3 separate regions of the Mus musculus genome follow, and regions 1 and 2 are each linked to region 3. The links are chromatin contacts, called in public HiChIP or PLAC-seq maps. All regions are on one chromosome and are shown on one strand. Each heading gives the region's core, a stretch centred on a gene start, on an enhancer-like site or on the middle of the called end of the contact. The rest is flanking DNA. Distances are from core to core; before and after follow the strand shown.

The links. HiChIP or PLAC-seq counts read pairs in DNA pulled down with a chosen protein or histone mark.
Region 1: a contact with region 3 is called in an H3K4me3 HiChIP or PLAC-seq map of forebrain, with 7 times the contacts expected there. The contact joins the promoter of Nat8l here to the promoter of Fam193a in region 3. A contact is called at or near these places in 1 of 39 promoter capture datasets (hippocampal neurons), 2 of 484 Hi-C or Micro-C datasets (both in embryonic stem cells), 4 of 115 datasets of contacts at active chromatin or transcription factors (astrocytes, forebrain, pancreatic cancer cells and 1 more) and 1 of 9 other capture datasets (liver).
Region 2: a contact with region 3 is called in a FOXA1 HiChIP or PLAC-seq map of pancreatic cancer cells. The contact joins the promoter of Nelfa here to the promoter of Fam193a in region 3. A contact is called at or near these places in 1 of 39 promoter capture datasets (pre-B cells) and 2 of 115 datasets of contacts at active chromatin or transcription factors (astrocytes and pancreatic cancer cells).

Annotation. Positions count from the first base shown.
Region 1 is chr5:33,994,245-33,997,807 of GRCm38.p6, reverse strand. It overlaps Nat8l (N-acetyltransferase 8-like), which reads right to left and starts at 1,824. Exons shown (of 3, transcript NM_001001985.3): 1 at 598-1,824. The coding sequence starts at 964.
Region 2 is chr5:33,934,716-33,938,527 of GRCm38.p6, reverse strand. It overlaps Nelfa (negative elongation factor complex member A, Whsc2), which reads left to right and starts at 2,257. Exons shown (of 11, transcript NM_011914.3): 1 at 2,257-2,502. The coding sequence starts at 2,293.
Region 3 is chr5:34,368,024-34,371,440 of GRCm38.p6, reverse strand. Fam193a (family with sequence homology 193, member A) reads right to left here and starts at 1,508. Exons shown (of 21, transcript NM_001243123.1): 1 at 1,014-1,508. The coding sequence starts at 1,235.

The DNA.
Region 1 (3,563 bases), core at 575-3,074, 370 kb after region 3:
AGTCGCCTCAAGCTCCTCATCTGCAGAATGGGATGGCATGGAATGGGAGGGGGTGTGCTTCAGACAGCAGAGGGTATCCTCCCTGTATCCCTGGCTCTGGCGAACAGTCTCCCTGGCTCCCCGCGGAGCTGGCTGTCTTCCCGTCATAAATTAGCACTTGAGCCTCAGGCGGCCTCCCCCGCCCAAAGATTATATATATAGTTGTCGCGCCGGGCCGCAGCTGCAGCGCTACCTGCCCTGTCACGCCGCCCCCACCCGGGATGCCCCGCGACGGAAAGAACGGGCGCCGCGGACTGAGTTGCCAACCCTGTGTTTCCCAGTCCGCAGCGCCCTGCACTCAGCCCGCGCTGGTTCCCACGCCCGGCCCAGGAGCCTTGGCCGAAAGCCCGGAGCGCTGCGCCGCTGGTGCAAGCGGGTCTCCTCCCAACCGGTCCAGCGTACCGACGCGGCACCGGGGCTCCGAGATGGGAACCCAGAAGGAAGGCAAAGAGAGTCAAGCGCGACGGTCCCCGGAGGGGTCCGCTGGACCCGCTGGAGCCGGGCCGGTGCGGGACTGCCGCAGCCCCGCCGGCCCCCCGCCCCCCGCGGCGCACTGACCGGCCAGCAGGGCGTAGAGCAGTTGGGTGCGCGGGTGCTGCCGCAGGCCGCGGAAAGCCGTGTTGGGGATGCGCTCCAAGATGCCGTCGTAGAAGATGCGGCGCGCCGCCTCCTGCTCGGCTGCGCGGAACTCGCGGATGCACACGCCGCGCCCCTCCGGCGGCCCCGCGCCCCCGGTGCCTCCGTGGGGCTGGGGACCTGCCGCGGGTGGGGGTGCGGCGGCCGGCCCGGGCGCGGCGGGCAGCGGGGGCCACATGGCTCCGGCGGCGACGAGCAGCGCGTCCTTCTTGGCCCCCGGCAGTGCCTCATGGTCCTCCGTAGCCACGATCTTCGTCTCGCAGACCATGTCGGGAGGCCCACAATGCATGCACCCGGCCGGGCGGCGCAGCGCGAGGACGCGAGCCGGCGGCAGCGGGCAGAGCCCGAGCCCAGGGCAAGGGCGCGGCGCCCTCGGACCCGCGGCGGCAGCGGCGGCGGCAGCGGCTCAGGGGCGCAGGGCGGAGGCGGCGGGCGGCCGGGGCGCGCGCAGGGAGCTGCGCCGCATTTTGGAGAAGTATTTATAATGCAGCGGCGCCGGTGCAGTCGCGGCGCCCGGGGTCCCGCAGGGTCCTAGCGTCCACTGCATTGGCTGCCGAGGGTCACCATGTGATCTCGGGGGTGGGAGCAGACGCCGCCTCTGCGCCCGCCCGATGGCACACTTGGGCTGCGTGGCTGGCGGACCGCGGGAGCACGGAGGGGCCGAACGGAGAGCGTGCGAGGAAGTGGTCCTCAGTGAACGACAGCAGGGACAGGGTGCTCAGAGAGGCGCTGCGTAAGGGGCTTGAGGCTCGCCAGGAGGTCGGAGAGTGATGGACGCCTCCTACCCCGCCCCTGAGCTCCCGCAAAGCTGCCGCTGCGCTCGGACCTGCGTTCCTGCAGCAAAGCGTCCTCTTCTTCCGCGGCCGCTGGCAGTAATCACGGAAGTGTCTCCATCTCCCACCCCTTTGTCTGTACGCGGCGCCCGGCCGAAGTCCTCGTGAGGGGCCCCGTGTTCCTTTGGCAGGCGCCCTCCGAGCCCGCGGCCGGGGCCGAACGGACTGAGAGAGTGAGGACGCGGCTGAAATGTGGTTTGATGCACGCGCTGCCTGACAGCCGAACCCCACCCCACTCCAATCTGACACCCGACCGTTCCCGGCAGCGGACCTGCGGAATTGCAGGACCCCTCCCGGCTCGGCCCCCGCCTTCCGCGGTCCGCGCATGCGCCCCGTGGCCTTGGTGCAGGTGCAGCGGGGGCTCGCTTCAGAGCCGCGGTCTCACAGTCCCCCGGAGCAAGACGTGCAGACGCAGCAGACAGGGCGCGCATGGAGTGGGGAATGCGTAGTGGCATATCCACTTTCCTAGGTCACGGGAATGGGCACCCCCAAAGCCGAATCATCCTCGTGCTCGCGGAGACCCTCTCCGGGCCGGAGGACCCTCAGTCTGCGTTATGCCGCACCATTGTTGGAGCCAGCAGAACGGCTAAGGTCACCTAGAGACTGAAGGGGCCTGTCTCGCAAATGGAACCTGGGAGTAGGGTAATCAAACAGCCAGGGTTGTCAGCACAAGGGGACTGAGAAGGAGAGGGTCAGGCTAGAGAGGATTTTCCTCACTGTTTTCGAGACACGGGGGCGGGGGAGTGGGACTTATCTGGGTCCCAGAGGCGACCTTCCTGGACACTGATGCTAAATCTCTCAATATTTCAAAGGAACTCACTGATAGTATCTGAACAGGCCGGGGCACCGACTAGCCACATTGACTTCTCCTGAGTCCCGAGGTTGGCTGGGTGGTCTGCAGGACCAGTGCCGGCCTGTAAGGGCTGAGGACAGTCAGGCAGAAGGGCCCCGAGGAAAGTGAGGCTGAGCATTGAGGACCCATCTGGTGGAGCCAAGAAGTTCTGACTCAGGACCCTAGGTTTGCGGGTCACTGAAGCCTGTAAGCCTTAGAAGCAACAAAATGGTCCGGTGCCTATAGGGTATCTCTCCACACCCCTGACCAGAGTTGCTCCTTCGTCTTTCTGCACCTCCGGGCCTAGGGGATTTGCAAGACTCACATCAGCGCGACCAGAATCCCCCTCAGTTCTGCAGAGCACCCATTCCCTGGTCTGCCTAACCATTCCTTCCATTGCCCCGGTCCTCCTATAATCATTTGCCCACCCCGCCCCCGCCCCCATGGCCATGATGGTGGCCTGCGCTATAACCAACACATCGGAACCGTCTGAAAGCGTGAAGGGGCCAAGACTGGAGCCCAGGGTCTTGGAGACTTAAAGATACTACCCTAGGAGTTGCGCAGACAGCAGGACAATCCATGGCCCTGTTTAGCCCTGTTCCTCCTTCCTGTCGTGGGGCGCCCTCTGCCGTTCTCCCTTAGGCCATTCCTGGGTGGCATCAAGGTCCTCTTTAATAAAGCAGCAGCCTAGAGCCACTCTACCTCTCCCGAGCTCCCCACGATGGCTTACACACTCCTCTGCCTGGGTGTGTAGGAAGACTCAGGAGACCCAGCTTGGCTTCCTCACATCCTGCAGCTGAATGCACCTTCCAGGAGCCTAGAAGTGCCTGCCTACAGCCTGGCAGGGGTAAAGACGTCTATCAAGATTTCAGAGACAGAGTGGGGACGGGTGCCCTGGACCCTACACCTGAACATTCATGGGTTAGGAATGCTTCCTTAATAGGGCAGCCCTCCAACCACGGTGTGTTCTTTAAGGATGTTGGGTAAAGAGGACTTATCCTTGCCTGGCATGGCTGCCCCAGGGTCTGTTTGGGGAAGAAGAACCCCATACTGAAAATGTAGAGAAAAAGGAGTGGGTAGTGGGAATATCCACAGCCAAGGTAGTCCTGGGAGATGGCCCTGGGCTCGATGCTGAAAGCTATAAACCACTGGGGACTGGGGGAGGACAGGAGCCTTTAAGAGAGCAGGAGAGCCCAAAGCACAGAGAAGAGAAACAGGCTCAA
Region 2 (3,812 bases), core at 1,008-3,507, 430 kb after region 3:
CAAGTCCACTGAAGCAGCAAGAAACTGCAGCATATCACTTGACATTTTTTTGGTGCATTTCTGTCTATGGAATCCAACAAATGCAGATCAACACATGGATTTTGTTATCAAAGAATCCTCATCACGTGTCCTTTCACATGCTTGCCTTAGCAGAACACCCTTTCTCCAGTGTCTGCTTCAGCCAAATGTTCCTTCATGAGTCTGCCTTAATCTTTCACCCGTGTCCACTTCAGGAAAACACTCCTTCAGATGTATACCCCAGCAAAACACCATCCAGCATAACTGAATTTCCAAAGAACCCTCAAGTTTCCACTTCATTTTTGTAGACAGGCTTCCTTCATGTAGCCTTGGCTGTCCTGGGACTTTTTCTGTAGACCTGTCTTGCCTCAAACCTTACTGACTCTGCCTCCTGAGTGCTAGGATTAAAGATGTGTACCACCACACCTGGCAATTATGTGTAGTGGCAATTTTCAGAATTCTGATATTTTGCTTTCTTTAAAAAACACAGAAATATTATGTTTTTGTCTTAATATTAAGTGTGGGGATATGGGGCTGCTTTGTAGCAGCTGACTGATTAGCAGAGCCATGGTTTTGCCAGCTGCAGATAGTTTCTGTGTTTGTGTGGCATTTGAAATTCTGGGAATTTTTCAGAGGGTATATAAATGCTAGAGCCCTGATAAGTGGAGTTGGTGATTGTTAGCCATTGGGAGCAGGGGGAGGGGATTGTGGTTTGTTAGTAGCGGTGCTCAAAGAAGAAACTAGATTCAGGGATCTCTCTCTCTCTCCTCCTCCTCTATCCTTCCTTCTCTATCTAATGATAGAGGGTGAAATGGATGGGAGGATGAAGGGTGGGAAAAAGAACCCACAAAGTAGCAAAAACCTACTTCAAGGATGAGCAACATTTTTTTTTTCCAAGACAGGGTTTCTCTGTGTAGCCCTGGATGTCCTGGAATTCACTCTGTAGACCCGGCTGGCCTCGAACTCAGAAATCCACCTACCTCTTCATCCCAAGTGCTGGGATTAAAGGTGTGTGCCACCACCACCAGGCAAGTCTGAGTAACTTAAAGTGTCAGGAAAGACCACTCCACTACAGCTGTCACCAAATGCTGGATACCTGAGGCTCCCAGTCCCTTGAATCAGGCAATTCCACAGTCTCTTCTGTCAATAGTTGTTAATATAACCATGGGAAGTGGCCTAGTGAGTCTTATGCCTTTCCAAGTTTCCTCAGGCTTGTACATTTAATTACCATGCTAAGTCTTAAGAGCTGCTCTCCCCTCTTCATGAAATATTTCAATTAGGAGAAAACAATTTACATTTAGTTATATATTTTCATTCTGTGGCTCAAAATGGACTCAAACCCTCCTATCTGAGCTCAAATTCCAGGAATTACAGACATGAACCACCACTCCCAGGATACTTAGTGTTTTAAGAGATTCGTTTCACTATTTTGCACAGGATGGCCTCTACCTCCTCGGCCCAACCGATCCTTTTCAATCTCCTAAATATCTGTGACCAGAGTCGTGCCCTACTGCCACTTTTGCTGACACTGCCTTGTGAGTGGCCTAGGGCTTTAATCCCAGTACTTGGGAGGCAGAGGTAAGTGGATCTCGGAATTTGAGGCCAGCTTGGTCTACAGAGTGAGTTCGAAGGATGGACAGAACTACACTGTCAAGTTCTGATAAAGAGAGACACTACAGGGTGAATTTAGGCTTCTCAGCAGCTGTGGAGGATCAGCCTTTGAAAGACCGTACTCTGAACTACTTTGCAATTGCCCTGATGATTAACCACAGCCATCGCGACCACATAACCATGGGAAATGGCCTAGTGACATCCCCGACACGGAACGGACCTGTATGCGGACCTGAGGCAGCACTGTATGCAGGACGGGCAAGGGCCATTCAAGACTGTCTGTGGAGAACGAGCCCAGCGCGCTCTCCGGACTCCTTCCAATGAGCCGCACACCGGGAAACCAAACTGTTGCGCCTCACTGCGGTACTCTGAGCGGAACATCTCGACGACACACGGATGCGACTCAAATGGCTACGGCATTGCCCGGCGCCCTAGTAGGTGCCGCCATCATGCGTTACGGAAACCCAGAGTTCTTTTCGCGGAGACTCACCGCCCACTCCCTGTTCTTGCGCCTCGGCTCGAAGCCTCCAGAAGGCGGGGCCATTTGCAGTTGCACTCGAGACCCCGCCCCGCGCCAACGGGTGCCGCCATGTTGGGGGTCCTCGCCGGGGACACGTAGGCGTCCGCGTAAGATGCCGGCCGACGCGCGCTGCCGCCGCCAAGATGGCTTCCATGAGGGAGAGTGACACCGGCCTGTGGCTGCACAACAAGCTGGGCGCCACGGACGAGCTGTGGGCGCCACCCAGCATCGCGTCCCTGCTCACCGCCGCGGTCATCGATAACATCCGCCTCTGCTTCCACCGCCTCTCCTCGGCCGTGAAGCTCAAGCTACTGCTCGGGACGCTGCATCTCCCGCGCCGCACCGTGGACGAGGTGAGGACGCGGGCCAGCCTCTCTCCGGCCGGAGCACCGCTCCTGCCTCCCGCCGGCTCCGGCGCCGCACCTTGCCCTTCTCCCGCCGGCCGCGCGCAGCTCCGTTTTGGCGCCGTTAGCCCCTACACCTTAGTACTTCCAGCCGCTGGGCGCTGTCGCGTTCGGGGGTCGTGGGGCCATGGCCACAACAGCCAGGCCCGCCCCTTCCGCAGTGCTGGATGCTTCAGCTCCGAAGCTACTCTTGGTTCGGGGCTGTTAGTGCAACTTTCCATGTGACTGCTGACCTTAATTTTGTTGCTTTTGCCTTACCAAATATCAGTCGGCTTGCGTTCATCTCTATTCTGTGGCGTTTTGTTTTGTTTTTGTTTTTTGAGACAGGGTTTCTCTGTATAGCTCTGGCTGTCCTGGAACTCACATTGTAGACCAGGCTGGCCTTGAACTCAGAAATCCGCCTGCCTCTGCCTCCTGGGATTAAAGGCGTGCGCCACCACGCCCGGCTATTCTGTGGCTTCTTTTCAGTGTACTCTTGTTCCACATTGCATCTCTCTAACTTATACTATGCTTTGCAAATACATACGCAAATAATATATGTATAGTTTCACTGTGTAGCCCAGGTTGATCTCATACTTGGTATCCTCCAGTCTCAATCTCTGGAGGTCTGGGCCACTACATCTGATAGCAGCTAAAAACACCGAGTTACCTTAGTTTTTAAACATTTCCAGTTATTGTATTATTTTTATATCATTAATTTTTATTGCTGCACTATACCATATACACAAAACTGCATATTTATTCGGTTTAAAAAATACTGAGAGCTAGCTAAATGACTCCTGTTATCTCCACACATGAAAACAAGGCTGGTCCCTCCAAAGCACCTCCATTCCTCTTTCCTGCAGGAGGCTTTTTTTTTTTTTTTTTGGTTTTATTTTGGCAGGGTTATCAATCGTGTGTGCATTCCTAGCACACACGAGTATTTGGGGTTTGCCTCATTTGAATTTAATACGGCAACAGGTTTCCACGTTATATTCATTTTCCGTGTGGTGTGGGTGTGTCTTCTGTTGGTAAACACCTGGACAGATTCATCCAAGTTGTTGCAGACAGTTTGATTTACTCCGAATTATGGGGTTCCATTCTTCAAGCAGACAGCAAATGGACGATTAGGTTGTGGCTGGTTTTTCTCATTCATTTTGTGTGTGTGTGTGTGTGTGTTTGTGTTTTTCTGTTTCATGTTTGTTCTGTTGTGACTGATACAATACATGTTCATGTGAACTCTAGAAGTAACATTGGAGGTGACAGTAGGATTATACCAG
Region 3 (3,417 bases), core at 259-2,758:
TCCAGCAACCACTATTACCCTTTCTATAAAGCTTTCGAACAGGCCAACCTCCCACCTTCCCCTTCCAGCAAAAGCAAAGGCGACCCACAAAGTCCCAAAATGAAAAATCACAACCTCATTTTAAACTAGAGCTGTCCAGAGTCAAGAAAAAGGCCAAACTCTGGAAACTCAAACCCAAGGACAAACCCCAGATGCTAAACAAATGTAACAATACTCCGCGAAGAAAGCTCCCAAAGTTGCACCAAAACTGCAGAGAACACCGGGAACAAATAAGGAAAACTTAAGTATTTATCCATTACTGTACTTTCTTGCAACAACATGAGCATCAAAACCCATGCCCATCCCCAACAATTTTCTCAACTGCTCTCAATACATACTGTGCCAACACAATATTCCGAATCTCATTAAAAAAAAAAAAAATCTGCCTCATGACTTGGCACACAAATACCCCTTAAAGCTTTGGTTTCTTCACTGTGGATGTCTTTTTAAAAGAAGATAACTTGTTTTAGCAACCTTACAAGAACGCAACTTGAGAGAAACCCATAATCATTCGGTGGCCAATCCAATCTATAGAACCGATTATGCCAACTGCATCCCACGTACCAGCACTATCTTCTGAAACAGAATAAAAGAGACAGCGGTCCATCCACAGCATGCCTGCGTAAGTAAACCTGAAAAAATAGTTACCCCAACCCTTGCGACTATCCTCAGCTGACACTCCTGAGGAAAGAGACCCCGGCGGCTCCCGAGAGCTTACAGCAGCAGGCACAGAGGGCAAGACAGCCGCGCCCGTGGTGCGCCAGGCGGTACCCAGAAACTTCTAGGGGGCACTTTTCAAGGCCACAGTCGGTGTGCCTCGGGGGTCCCGCCGGCGCCGCCCTCCCTCCGCCGCGCTCGCGCCCGGGAGGAGCTGTCAGCTAGGCAGGCGCCGGCCCGTTATCCGCCGGCCGCGCCCGCCCGGCCGCTCGTGAGGGGGCGGCGGCCGCTCCCGCCCGCGGACCCCTGCTGCTTACCTCGAAGTAGCCTCCGGCGGCACCGCCCGCACCCGCGCCCAGAGGCCCGTGGGCCGCCGCGCCGCCCAGCAGGCCCGCCGCGCCGGGGCCCGGGGCCTGGGGGCCGCGCAGGGCCGCCGCCGAGCCGGCCTTGCCGCCCGAGCCGCCGCCACCCGAGCCACCGCCGCCGCCGCGCTTGTTCTTCCGGCGCTTGGCTCCGCGCTTAGCGTCGGCCGGGCTCATGGCGGGAGTGAGGGACGGAGGACGGCGGGCGGGGAAGGGGCGCGGGCGGGCGCCGGGCCGCGGGCGGCGGCGGCAGCGGCGGGCAGGCGGAGGCGGCGGCGGGCGCTGCGGCCGGCCGGGCGGGGGGCGCGGCGCGGGGTCTCCTCCCGGGCTGGGAGGGCGGGGCGGACGGGATCTGAGGGGCAGCTGCTGGCGAGAGCGACGCGAGTCCACCGGGCCCGGTGCCGCCGCTGACCAGAGTTAAGAGTCCAATATGGCGGACACAAGGGGAAAGGGATCCCAGTTTACGTCGGGGGAGGGGGGAAGCAGCGGCAGGGGGAGGGGCGCGGGCGGCCGCCCCCCGCACTCCGCCCTCCCGGGCGGCGCGCCCCTGGCCTGGGACCCCGCCCCCGACGCCACGCGCGAGGCATGCCGGGAGCTGTAGTTCCAGCCGCCCGCGGCTCCGCCCGGGCGTGTGGGGCGGGACCACGACTCCCGTAGGGCCACGCGCAGTTAGTCGTGCGGGGAGAGGGTGTGCCTAGGGTGACGTCCGGCGCCGCGTGGCCCTGTGGAATCTGTAGTCCGCGCACGGACGGAGCTGGAGGCGGGCGGGGTCCAAGAGGGTCTCGCAGTTCCAACTCTGGCGGTCTCTCAGTTCCTTTAGTACAGCCTCCTGCCAAAGACCCAAGCTCTTGCCCTGCTCGTAGTGGGCCCTGCTGACTTTGGCCCAGTCCAGGTTCGAGCGTGCCCCTTTCACCTGTCGCTGTGTGACCTTGGCCTATGCCAGGGCCAGTGGAAAGAGGGCCGGCATCCGCCGACTGGTAATTCACTGCATCTGCGCTGACAAGGCCTGCAGTAAGCAGGAGCCTGCCTCACTCCTTCCTCGCTTCTCTTTAAAGTCTCCATACTTAAAGGAGCGCTTCCTCAGGCCATCGCCCATGCTATTCATCACTTTCCATTCACCACATACCAGGAGGACTTTAGTTCAGGACAGAAGTCTGGACCACTACCTAGAAACCTTGTTCCTTGGCGCCCTGCTTATCGCCTATAGGTACAAGGACCCAAACCAAAGGTTTCCCGCAGTTCATACCTATTTTTGATTCCATCAGTGGAACCAAGTGCTATCTGTTGAGATTAGCATTGCGACATACAGACATGCGCTCCTGAACCATCTCCTATTACCTCCTAGTTAGTCATTCTGGCCCAATTCAGCAATTCTGACCCATTTTTCACCCCAAACCTGAGCAGCCCAATGTGATGAACCCCGTTTCAATGACTAACTTCCCAATAGAATGAAGGTCCCTCACCCAAACAGGTCTTGGATAGCTCTGATATTAAAGTGTAGTAGGATGCCAGGCTAAATCTCCCTCAGTACTCCATAGGTGGGCAGTGTCAGGACCGCCCCTTCCCTCCATTTCATCTAAGGAGTCCAGTTGAATGCCTCCCTACTTCCATAACCACTTTGCTTTCTTCTGTTCTTGGCACATTGGCATGGAGTTGAAATTTTTAAGTGTCATTAGTATCCTAGAGGGCACAGGATATAGAAGTGCTTGCCTCCACCATAATCCCAACCCCTTGCAGGCACAGGGCTGGGCATGCAGCACTCCAGTAATTGCTAGGTGAATGAATGACCATTTGTCCAGCAGTGCAGTCATTCTCTGTCAAATCTCCATTCACACATACACTCTCCTGAGAGGTGCTATTAGTCATAGTCTATGGATAAGAAACAGGTTTATAGGTGCTAAGGATGTTGCCCAAAGCCACTCTAGTTTTCAGAGGCAAGGCCCAGATTCTAGCTCAGGTATAACTTTGGGCACCAACATAAGTGTATGTACAAAGACACTTTGTTTCTAGAGCAAATGAATTCACAGAATCTCTAAGCTTCTATAAGGAGGCCGAAGAGGGTTTTTTTTGTTGTTGTTGTTTTTGGTTTGGTGTTTGTTTTGTTTGCTTGGTTGGGTGAGTTTTTGGTTTGGTTTTTCGGTTTTGCTTTTGTTTCAGTTTTTCAGACAGCATCTCACTGTATATTTCTGGCTGGCTTTGAACTTGATATGTAGACTATACTACTCAGAGATCCTCCTGCCTCTCAGCCTTCCATGTTCTGGGACTAAAAGTGTGTGCCACCACCAGCTTCGTTTTATTCTAACCACCTGGGAGAGCCATGGAAGGCTTTTAAGCAGGGAATGCCATGGAGATGCATACT